Linked DNA regions of Mus musculus: regions 1 and 3 are each linked to region 2. The links are chromatin contacts, called in public HiChIP or PLAC-seq and promoter capture Hi-C maps. All regions are on one chromosome and are shown on one strand. The core of a region is the stretch at or near the end of the contact, and the rest is flanking DNA. Distances in the headings are between cores, read along the strand shown.

Region 1 (2,713 bases), core at 181-2,680, 810 kb before region 2:
AAGTCTACTCTGAGGAGGGCTGAGACTGTCTCCTTGGAACCAGTTCTTCTCTATATTGCTCAGCACTTGAAGGGCTGAGATGGACTCCCCTAACCATATATATATATATATATATATATATATATATATATATATATATTACTCCGTGTTTGCATTTGCAAGATGGGATGCATAAAAGGGGGGCGGCAGGCCGAACCGGATGGGGACTGACAAGGGCCTGCTTGCCTCTCTTTAGCCTACAAAGACTTTCTGGGGCCACCGCAAACCCCTAGTTCTACCCCGGAGGCACAGAGGATCAGTAGAGGGGAGGCTGTGGATGAAGGCAGAGCTGGGTGGTACATCCACGGAGCCACCTGGTCTTCAAAAATACCTGGCCTGGGAAATCTCTGTGCCTGCGGTAACAAAATAGTGGCTCAGGGTTCCCAGAAACCCTATGGAGAAAGCAATGGGGCGACGGGCTTGAAAAGGCTTACAGAAGTCTCTACCTTCTCACCAGCACCTCCCTCTTCCAAGTGACACAAGACACCAGGTACCTGCTCAAGGAAAACCTGGAACTCAGAAGGGGAAAGGCTAGGCAGCTTGGGTCCGTGTCCTGAATGTTGCTGAACGTAGTTATTTTTGCCCCTGCTAATTGCTCAGAAGCAGTGGCTGTGGGTCCTTCAGAGACCCCTGAGCTCTTACCACATAGACGCTTCAAGGTTTTTCTTAAGCTTTATAGACTAGTGCAGTTGGATGGACAGGAGCAAGGCTGAAGGTGATAATGGGGTGGCAAGGGGCATTTCTCCCTCCCAGAGCCTCTTTGGAGACTGTGAGACAGAAAACCAGCGGGGTTGGGTTTTTAGAAAGGTGAAGGCACCGGGTTCCAGTGGCGCCCAAGGGGACGCTCAGCACCGGGGCCCAGTTCACTGTTAGCTGCAGGCTCCCAAGAGGGGCGCGTGCGACCGCAGCACACATTAGGCGACCCAGAGACCTTCTAGGAGGCCAGAGATAAGCAGACCCGACCCTAAGCAGATCAACAGTCCTGCAGGACTCAAGTGTACGGGACCCCACTAAACATGTTGTCCCAGACGCCCCCCAATCCCTGGACGATCCCGCCCCCGGAACGCTGGAAGAGACAGGCAAGGGTAGTGGGAGGCGCCCACACCAGCCGCCCCCGCCCCTCCCGCGGGTCCCTAGACCCCTCCCCTGGGCCAGACCCCCCAATCCCTGCTCTGCCCGCCGCCCCGCCCCCGGCCGCCCCGCCCCCGCCCCGGGCGGCGACCCGGCCCCAGCGCCCAGCCGGGGGTGCGGGCTCCGGCCGCCCGCCCCGCGCTCCCCCCTCGCGGCCGGTGCGGCGCCCCCCGCCCCTGCCCTCCCCCTCCCTTCCCACCTCCCCACCCACCCCACAGGCCCGTTACCCTCCCGCCTGCTCGGGCTCCTGAGCAGCCAGCGGCCACCGGCTCCAGCAGCGGCTCAGAGGGGTTCGGCGCGCGCGGCGAGCACGACATTCCACGAGCCGCGTCGGGATAGCCGCTGGCCTCCCGCACCCCGACCTCCCTCAGCCTCCGCACCTTCGGCTTGTCCCCCCGCGGCCTCCAGTGGGACGGCGTGACCCCGCTCGGGCTCTCAGTGCTCCCGGGGCCGCGCGCCATGGGCAGCCCCCGCTCCGCGCTGAGCTGCCTGTGAGTACCGCGGTCGCCCCCGCGTCCCCGTCGGCCAGCGCCCGCCGAGCCCTCTCCGCTCACCCCGCGCCTCTTTCCTGCCCGCTTTTGTCTCCCACAGGCTGTTGCACTTGCTGGTTCTCTGCCTCCAAGCCCAGGTAAGGAGCGCTGCGCAGAAGCGGGGGCCGGGCGCGGGGAACCCAGCTGACACTCTCGGGCAGGGACACGAGGACCGACCCTTCGGCCAGCGCAGCAGGGCTGGAAAGAACTTTACAAATCCAGCCCCAAACTACCCCGAGGAGGGATCTAAGGAACAGAGAGACAGTGTCCTGCCTAAAGTCACACAGCGAGTGAGTGGAGAGACTAGAACCCAAGGGTCTTGAGCCCAGCGACTGGCCAGTTCGGGTGGATGGGAAGGCTACCTGTAGCCACACCTGGCCTCCTAGGAAGGCGGGAGCTGGAGTCAGCGGGTGTTCCTTGTCAAGGGTAGTTGGGATGTAGTTGCAGCGAATATCCTCGCCGCTGCTCTCTGGGGAGACCTGTGGCCGGTTTGGGCCAACGATCGTGTTAACCTAGGCCCTTTGCATTCTCAACATTTGCTCCGTAAATTTGTCTTTATAAATGTCACGGGTCGGGTAGCGTTGCCTCGCTACTTAAAAGCACCCTGCTCCTCTAGGAAGGCCCGGGCGGGGGGCCTGCGCTGGGCAGGGAGCCCACTTCCCTGCTCCGAGCTGGCCGGGAGCCCCAGGGTGTTTCCCAACAGGTGGGTCCAGACTCCCTCATTCCCGGGTTCATCCATCCATCCTGGGCTGGGTCTGCGCGACTTCCCCGAGGGGGTTGGTGGCCTGAGCCGGCATGTTGTGGGGATGCCCCCAGTCCCCGCTGGCTGCCTGGCGCGGCGGGAGGCGGGTACAAGGGCAATGGGGACCAACTCGGGGCCCCTGGGCGGAGTAGCGTTATAATGGCGTGCTGTGTATTTTTCAATTTCCTAAAGGTAACTGTTCAGTCCTCACCTAATTTTACACAGCATGTGAGGGAGCAGAGCCTGGTGACGGATCAGCTCAGCCGCCGCC
Region 2 (2,961 bases), core at 347-2,846:
GCAGTGGAGAGGTGCAAAAGAACCCAGAAGCAGCAAATTAAAACCAAGATATACTTATATTTTTACTAAAAATTAACATCATACCCTTCCCCTAAAGTATTAAATCTAATACTACTCTCCAATACACCTGAATGGAAAAATGACTTTTGGTAAACCATGAAACTATAAACGAACTCTGTAGAGGTAAAATAATTGTTTCCTAAGTTCAAGCACACAGAAATATCCATTACTTATGTATAACTGGTTAAAAAAAATTATGACAGTTTTACAAGCCTTTAATCTGAAAGTGCTGGAACCAAACGTGTTAGAATTCTCAATTTATTGGATTTTGGAGGGGAAATAACTTGAATGTATTATGTGCAGCCCCCAGCAGGATCTGGCGCTGCAACCTGTAGCCAAAATATTACTATTTCTCCAGCAAAGCTTATCAACACTCACACTCAGTACCACCCACAAACCTTATATTAGCTCTGATCAACCTGGCTTGGCTGCCAAGGCGGCTGTGGTAGGAAGCAATGAAAATAGTTGTTTTTCACAGCCTTCTGTCCTTCAGAATTAAGATAAAGGATTGTGAATCTGTGCTACAATATTAAAGCATAAACTTAAAACGTCTGTTACCAATTCTTAAAAAAAAAAAAAAAAAGACAGTACCAAGTTCGTAGATAATTTGAATGTTTTATTGTCAGAGGATGTCATATGATGAAATTCTCCATCATTACATAGCTCCCAGAAAATCCTTACCATATAAAAAAAGAAAGGAAGAAAAAGGAAATAGAAAAAGAAAGGTCTGTTGGTGAGGGAGAAAGTCACTCAAAGAGAAAACAGGCGCATTCCAAAAATGTTTTTAGTATGAATGGTCGTGTACACTGTACTATTAAGTAATTCGTGGGTTTTCCTTATCACATCTTACATAATTAAACTCAAGAAACCACCAGGATCAGAACGATCTAAATAGAGGCTTCGAGAAGGGAGGGCCCCAGGGCAAGCGCTCGAAAAGGAGAAAAACAACCTTCTACCTAAAGCGGGCTCTCCGCAGCCATCTAGGCTGGTGGTCACTAGACCAAAAGCAACACCTCAACTACAGAAAAGGAGACTTCAACTCCCAGAAGCCCCCGCGCGGAGGCGGGGCGAGGGCTTGCAGGCCCCAGAACATCAAGGCCTGAGCTCGCTGAGGATGGCGGGAACTGAAGAGCAGCCGTCCGTAGTCCTCCCCTATACCCGTGCCCCCGCGACCCGGCCCCTTCTCAAGCCCTCTGCACTGTACCTGTCCCCAGGACTCTCTGTTCTTTTTCCCGCTGCAGCAGGGGCGGTACTACCGGGTCTCAGATGGCAGCGCGGGGGCGACGACCCCGGGGCTGGGGATGAGGGGAAACCTGGCCTAGCGGGCATGCAGCGCCTTGTCATGTCGGCGCCGCTGGCGACGGCGGCATGAGCTGTGGCTGGAGAAGCTGGGTGCGTGGTTGCCGTCTTGCTGCTGGGACTCGGGGAGGCTGTCGGTGCAGAGGTGGGCGGCACCCCCTACTCTCTTCATGGCGGTTCTCTCTTCGGAAGTGACTCCGGTGTGAGCGGGAAGGAACCTGAGGACCATCAGGGGGCGGGCCTTTCTTGAGGTGCCGCGTCGCGATTGGCTGACCTGAGGGTCACTCTGGTGGTAGCGCAATAGAAAGCCTCCGCCTGCCGGGAGAGGGCGGGTTTTTTGGAAGGGGGAGGGGAGATTGAAAACTGCCCTCCCCGGGCCCGTCACGTGCGCCTGGGGCGCGCGCCTCCTCGTCGGGGCCGCGGCGGCCTTGGCCGGTGCGTGGGAGTGGGAAAGAAGAGGCAGTGGCGGGTGTTACGACAGCTGGCGACAGCCGCCTGATCGAGGGCTAGGGGTGAGATTTGCAGAAGTAAAACCGAGCCTGCAGCTGTCTGTAGTGAAGATGGCCAACATTTGTGACGATTGTGCTACAGCTGCCCTAATATTTCATAGTCACTTTGGCATCTTAGGCCAAAATGCTGTCACCATTTCCTTTCTGTTCCTTCTCTTATAATGTGATTTGACCGTTCTGTGAGGGATCTTCTATACTGTGATATAGTTGTTCCGTTTTTTTGTTTTGTTTTGTTTTGTTTTGTAAGGGAGGGGGCGGGGGAGCACTCAGTCATTGAATTAGACATTTTTATTCTGTCAAAGCGTTTTGTCTCTAATGGGTTTCCCCATGAAGTCGCAGCACATAGACTTCTTTTCCTTATCAGTAAAGGACTTGTGCTTTGAAGAGGCTGTTAGGTTGGATTTCTTTAAGTTTTTATTTATGTATATGGTGCTCAATTTGCATGTATGCCTGAATGACAATAGAGCATGAGGTTGTGAGCCACCTTAGGGTTGGTGGAATTGAACTCAGGACCTCTGGAAGTAGCAACTAGTACTCTTAACCACTGAGCTATCTCTCCAGCTGGGTTTTTTTGCAGACCGAGGAACTGGTCAGAGTAATTTAAAACTTCACTTCCCATGTGTATAGAATGGGTATAGTTACTCACTTCTCTGGGTAATTTCCCTTGTCCCCCCCACTTCCCCCCCCCCCCCCCACACACACAGGGTTTCTCTGTATAGCCCTGGCTGTCCTGGAACTGACTGTAGACCAGGCTGGCCTTGAACTCAGAAAAATGGCCGGTCTCTGCCTCCCAAATGCTGGGATTAAAGGCGTGGGCCACCACTGCCCATCTTCTCTGGGTAATTTTAAGTAATAAAACCCAGCAATGTAAACAGGTTTAGATTCTCTCGTGTAATTGGTACAAATACAAGATTCTCTTTCCTTTGGGCTTCAGATTTCCTGCAGTACCCGGCCAGTTTTTTTTTTTTTTTTAGGGAAGGCTTGTAATCCTATTGTAATCCTAGTACTTGGGAGACGGAGGTGGAGGGTCAAGAGAGAAGGCCGCGGCTGTGCTGATAGTTCATGGTATAAAGGAACTTGCTTTCATGACCCA
Region 3 (2,894 bases), core at 172-2,671, 600 kb after region 2:
CTGGTCAGAATCACATACAAATATTTTTTGTTGGTAATCCCATTTTATTCCTTCTTCTCCAGCGATCCCCTCTGGATAGTCTTACTTTACTCTGTCTCCCGACTAAGCAAATACCCCCTCATTAAGCCCCCATGCCTCTCAGCAAGGGCTCTAGTTTTCCTGTGGCAGGCAATGCTAAGTCAGAAAGCTTTTTGGACGGAAAAGCTCTTTAGGAGACTGTCAATCCTTTGTCATACAGTTATCCCTCCACCTTTTATAGACTTTAGCATCCAAGCTAAAGAACCCCCCAGATCTGACACTCTTGTACCCCAATCCCACGAGGCTCTGTTCCCCGTCTAGTTATCAGTATCTCAGAAAGTGGAGAGAAAACTTGAAAAATCTGGACAGAGAGCGGCTACTTTTCAGAATCAGAGTCTACCTTATTAAAGAGTTGGGGGCGGGGGAGACATGGGGTGCTGGCCCAGGGCGGAGGGTTTGGAGATTACCCAAGAGCCAGGTGTAGACCTTGCAGGAGGGAACCAGTGTGATCCCGTACAGGGCTCCCACGTGCAGCAGGGCCATGAAGATGATGTTCCTCCAGACGTACTCCAGCTTGGGCGGGGGTCCCTCCTCATCCTGGTAGCTGGGGTCATACAGATCATCTTTTATTTCAGGCCGGATATCTTCTGCCTGGAGGGGCATCTTCTCTTCTCCATCCTGCTGTCTCCGGGAGTGGGGTTCCATGATGTTGGTAGTGCTACACCTGCTGGAGATCTTCAACGGGAGGAAGTGAAAGTCAAAAGCAGATACATAGGACAGCAAGGGGGGGGTCCTCCTGTAATACAGCCAAGGCAGTAGAGGCAGAAACCCCAGTGCCCTGATCATAGGAAGACAGAGTACAGATGTGCTAGATGAAGCAGAGAAAACTTCCCAGAAACTACCTAGAATGTGTTGACAATCAAACCTCACAGTGAAGGGGCAGGGACGGGGATCAAACATTCATACCTCAAGCAACATACAAAGGAAAATGCATGTGCATGCAGAAAGGTATTGGCTGGACGGGAGCTTTCTTTCCTTTAAAGTCAACTGGCAACATGACTGCCACATCCCTCACTTGAAGGTCATACAAATCTAATAAGATATCTGAGATGTCTCTGTAGCTCTCAGCTCTGGCCTCTCTCCAGTCAGCACAGTCCCACCTGGTACCAAAGATCCTGTGCTAGAGGGAGGGGGTCATTGATGAAAAGCTGACCTCTTGTGGCAAGTGGGCCGTCATCTTGCTCCTTGGAAGCCTAGATCCTCTTGTGAAGGCAGAGAGAGCAAGGTCCAGGTCTGCAGCGACTGAGGATCGGTGAAGCGTTGAGTCCAGAGCCCACTGTGCGCTGTGTGTACTGCGTTGATGCCCGGCTAACTGTGCAGGTGTCACCAGTCAGTTCTGCTGTGTGTTGTTGTTTCCAGGCACAGGATTTAAAGGGTATGTAGAGCTGGCACTTGGTGACTGTGTCTGGTATTTGTTCAGATGTGCTTCATGACTGCCAACAAGGGATAAAGAATTCAGAGCTGGCTAGTCAAGGCAGCCCCATGAGGAGATAAAGACTGAAGGCGAGAGAGGGGAGGACAGCCAGCAAAGCCCACATTCACCTAAGGCAAGGCTATGGGATGCTGCACACACTAAGAGAGAGCCACCTTTGTCCCCATTCCTAGACAGATGGAGTATTCTCAGCACTCTGGCAAGCTCTGAGCAGAGGAATTTGTTACTCTCTTGTCTTCCTGGCTCTGGCATCCAGAAATCTGCTATCTCGCTGGCAGACAGCCCTCTGTGCCAACCTCCTCGGTTTCATCTCTGTGGACCCTGGGTCTCTGCCAGCATCATGACTGGAGGAATCTGGGGTCCAGTTCTCAAGCTTCATAGAGGGTAGAAAATGTCCACAAAGTGGGAAAAGAGTGAATCTGGGGGGTGAGAGTCAAGTTCAAGCCCAGGACTAACACAGGTGCTTGGCAAATGTGTCACACTGGGGCAGTTGCACAGTGGGGACAGCTCATCAGTGTCCACCACAATTCCACCTTCTCTTTCCACTCATCAGGTGTGGTGGGGGTAAGGGGGGGTGGACTGGCCTCCACCCCCAGATCTCGAGACAAGAGCAGGTGCATAGCCCGCCTTCTTACTTAGCATCTCAAGCCAGTGGCGGCTCTTCCCCACCCACCTGCCCAGGATGTTCAGCAGAATCGCAGAATGCTCTGACCAGCTCACACACACAGTCACACGCACAGGGCTGAGTGTCTGAGCCCACGCTCAGTCATAGGACTCGTTTCACAGGGGATAACCACCTCCAGACATTAGCATTTAATTACTTCCCTATGTTCCTGCCCCCGGAACATCTGCTGCAGGCAGGGAGGTCTGAAGATTCTCCCATCAGGTTGGGAATTGGGAGTCTTCTATAAGGAAAAAGTGGGAACCTCAGACAGGCGTTTACAGGCAGCAGAGGTGCAAAGGTTTGCCTGTGAAATAAGAAGACTGAGCTGGTATGGAATGACTTTAAAAAAAAAAAAAAAAAGCTAATACTAACTTTTTAAAAAGTCTCCCCGTGACCCATGACCTGTGGTTTTTAAGGAGAAGGAAGTTGAGATATAGAGAGCTCAGATAATTTGTCTGTGGTCCCAGGAGCCAGTGACTCACAGAGCTAGAAACTGATCATAGTAGGCAAGATGCCAGAGCCCAGGCTCAAACCCTGCTCGGAAAGCGATGCTGGCCTAGAGTCCCAAGACAAAATGACTTCACAGGCCGTCTTCAGTAGATTCACAGCAGGATGAGGAAGCTCAAACTGCAGGGATTTGCATTCACTAGGGTCTCCTGAGATAGACATCTCCCCTGTACACTTCCCCCCCACACACACACAAAGGAGACTATATGAGGG

The links. Promoter capture Hi-C pulls out the DNA fragments that hold promoters and counts their contacts. HiChIP or PLAC-seq counts read pairs in DNA pulled down with a chosen protein or histone mark.
Region 1: an H3K4me3 HiChIP or PLAC-seq map of bone marrow-derived macrophages shows a contact between it and region 2, with 3 times the contacts expected there. The contact joins the promoter of Fgf8 here to the promoter of Slf2 in region 2. A contact is called at or near these places in 5 of 39 promoter capture datasets (cranial neural crest, hippocampal neurons, liver and 2 more), 2 of 484 Hi-C or Micro-C datasets (ECoMG myeloid progenitors and erythroblasts), 2 of 115 datasets of contacts at active chromatin or transcription factors (bone marrow-derived macrophages and pancreatic cancer cells) and 1 of 9 other capture datasets (pancreatic islet).
Region 3: a promoter capture Hi-C map of embryonic stem cells shows a contact between it and region 2, with 2.5 times the contacts expected there. The contact joins the promoter of Scd4 here to the promoter of Slf2 in region 2. A contact is called at or near these places in 2 of 39 promoter capture datasets (embryonic stem cells and second pharyngeal arch cranial neural crest) and 1 of 115 datasets of contacts at active chromatin or transcription factors (pancreatic cancer cells).

The regions. Positions count from the first base shown.
Region 1 is chr19:45,741,601-45,744,313 of GRCm38.p6, reverse strand. Fgf8 (fibroblast growth factor 8) reads left to right here and starts at 1,430. Exons shown (of 6, transcript NM_001166361.1): 1 at 1,430-1,661; 2 at 1,762-1,798; 3 at 2,317-2,403; 4 at 2,635-2,713. The coding sequence starts at 1,630. RefSeq lists an enhancer at 2,663-2,713.
Region 2 is chr19:44,929,754-44,932,714 of GRCm38.p6, reverse strand. Slf2 (SMC5-SMC6 complex localization factor 2) reads right to left here and starts at 1,596. Exons shown (of 20, transcript NM_001081225.2): 1 at 1,265-1,596. The coding sequence starts at 1,404.
Region 3 is chr19:44,331,853-44,334,746 of GRCm38.p6, reverse strand. Scd4 (stearoyl-coenzyme A desaturase 4) reads right to left here and starts at 1,421. Exons shown (of 6, transcript NM_183216.3): 1 at 1,232-1,421; 2 at 486-753. The coding sequence starts at 1,255.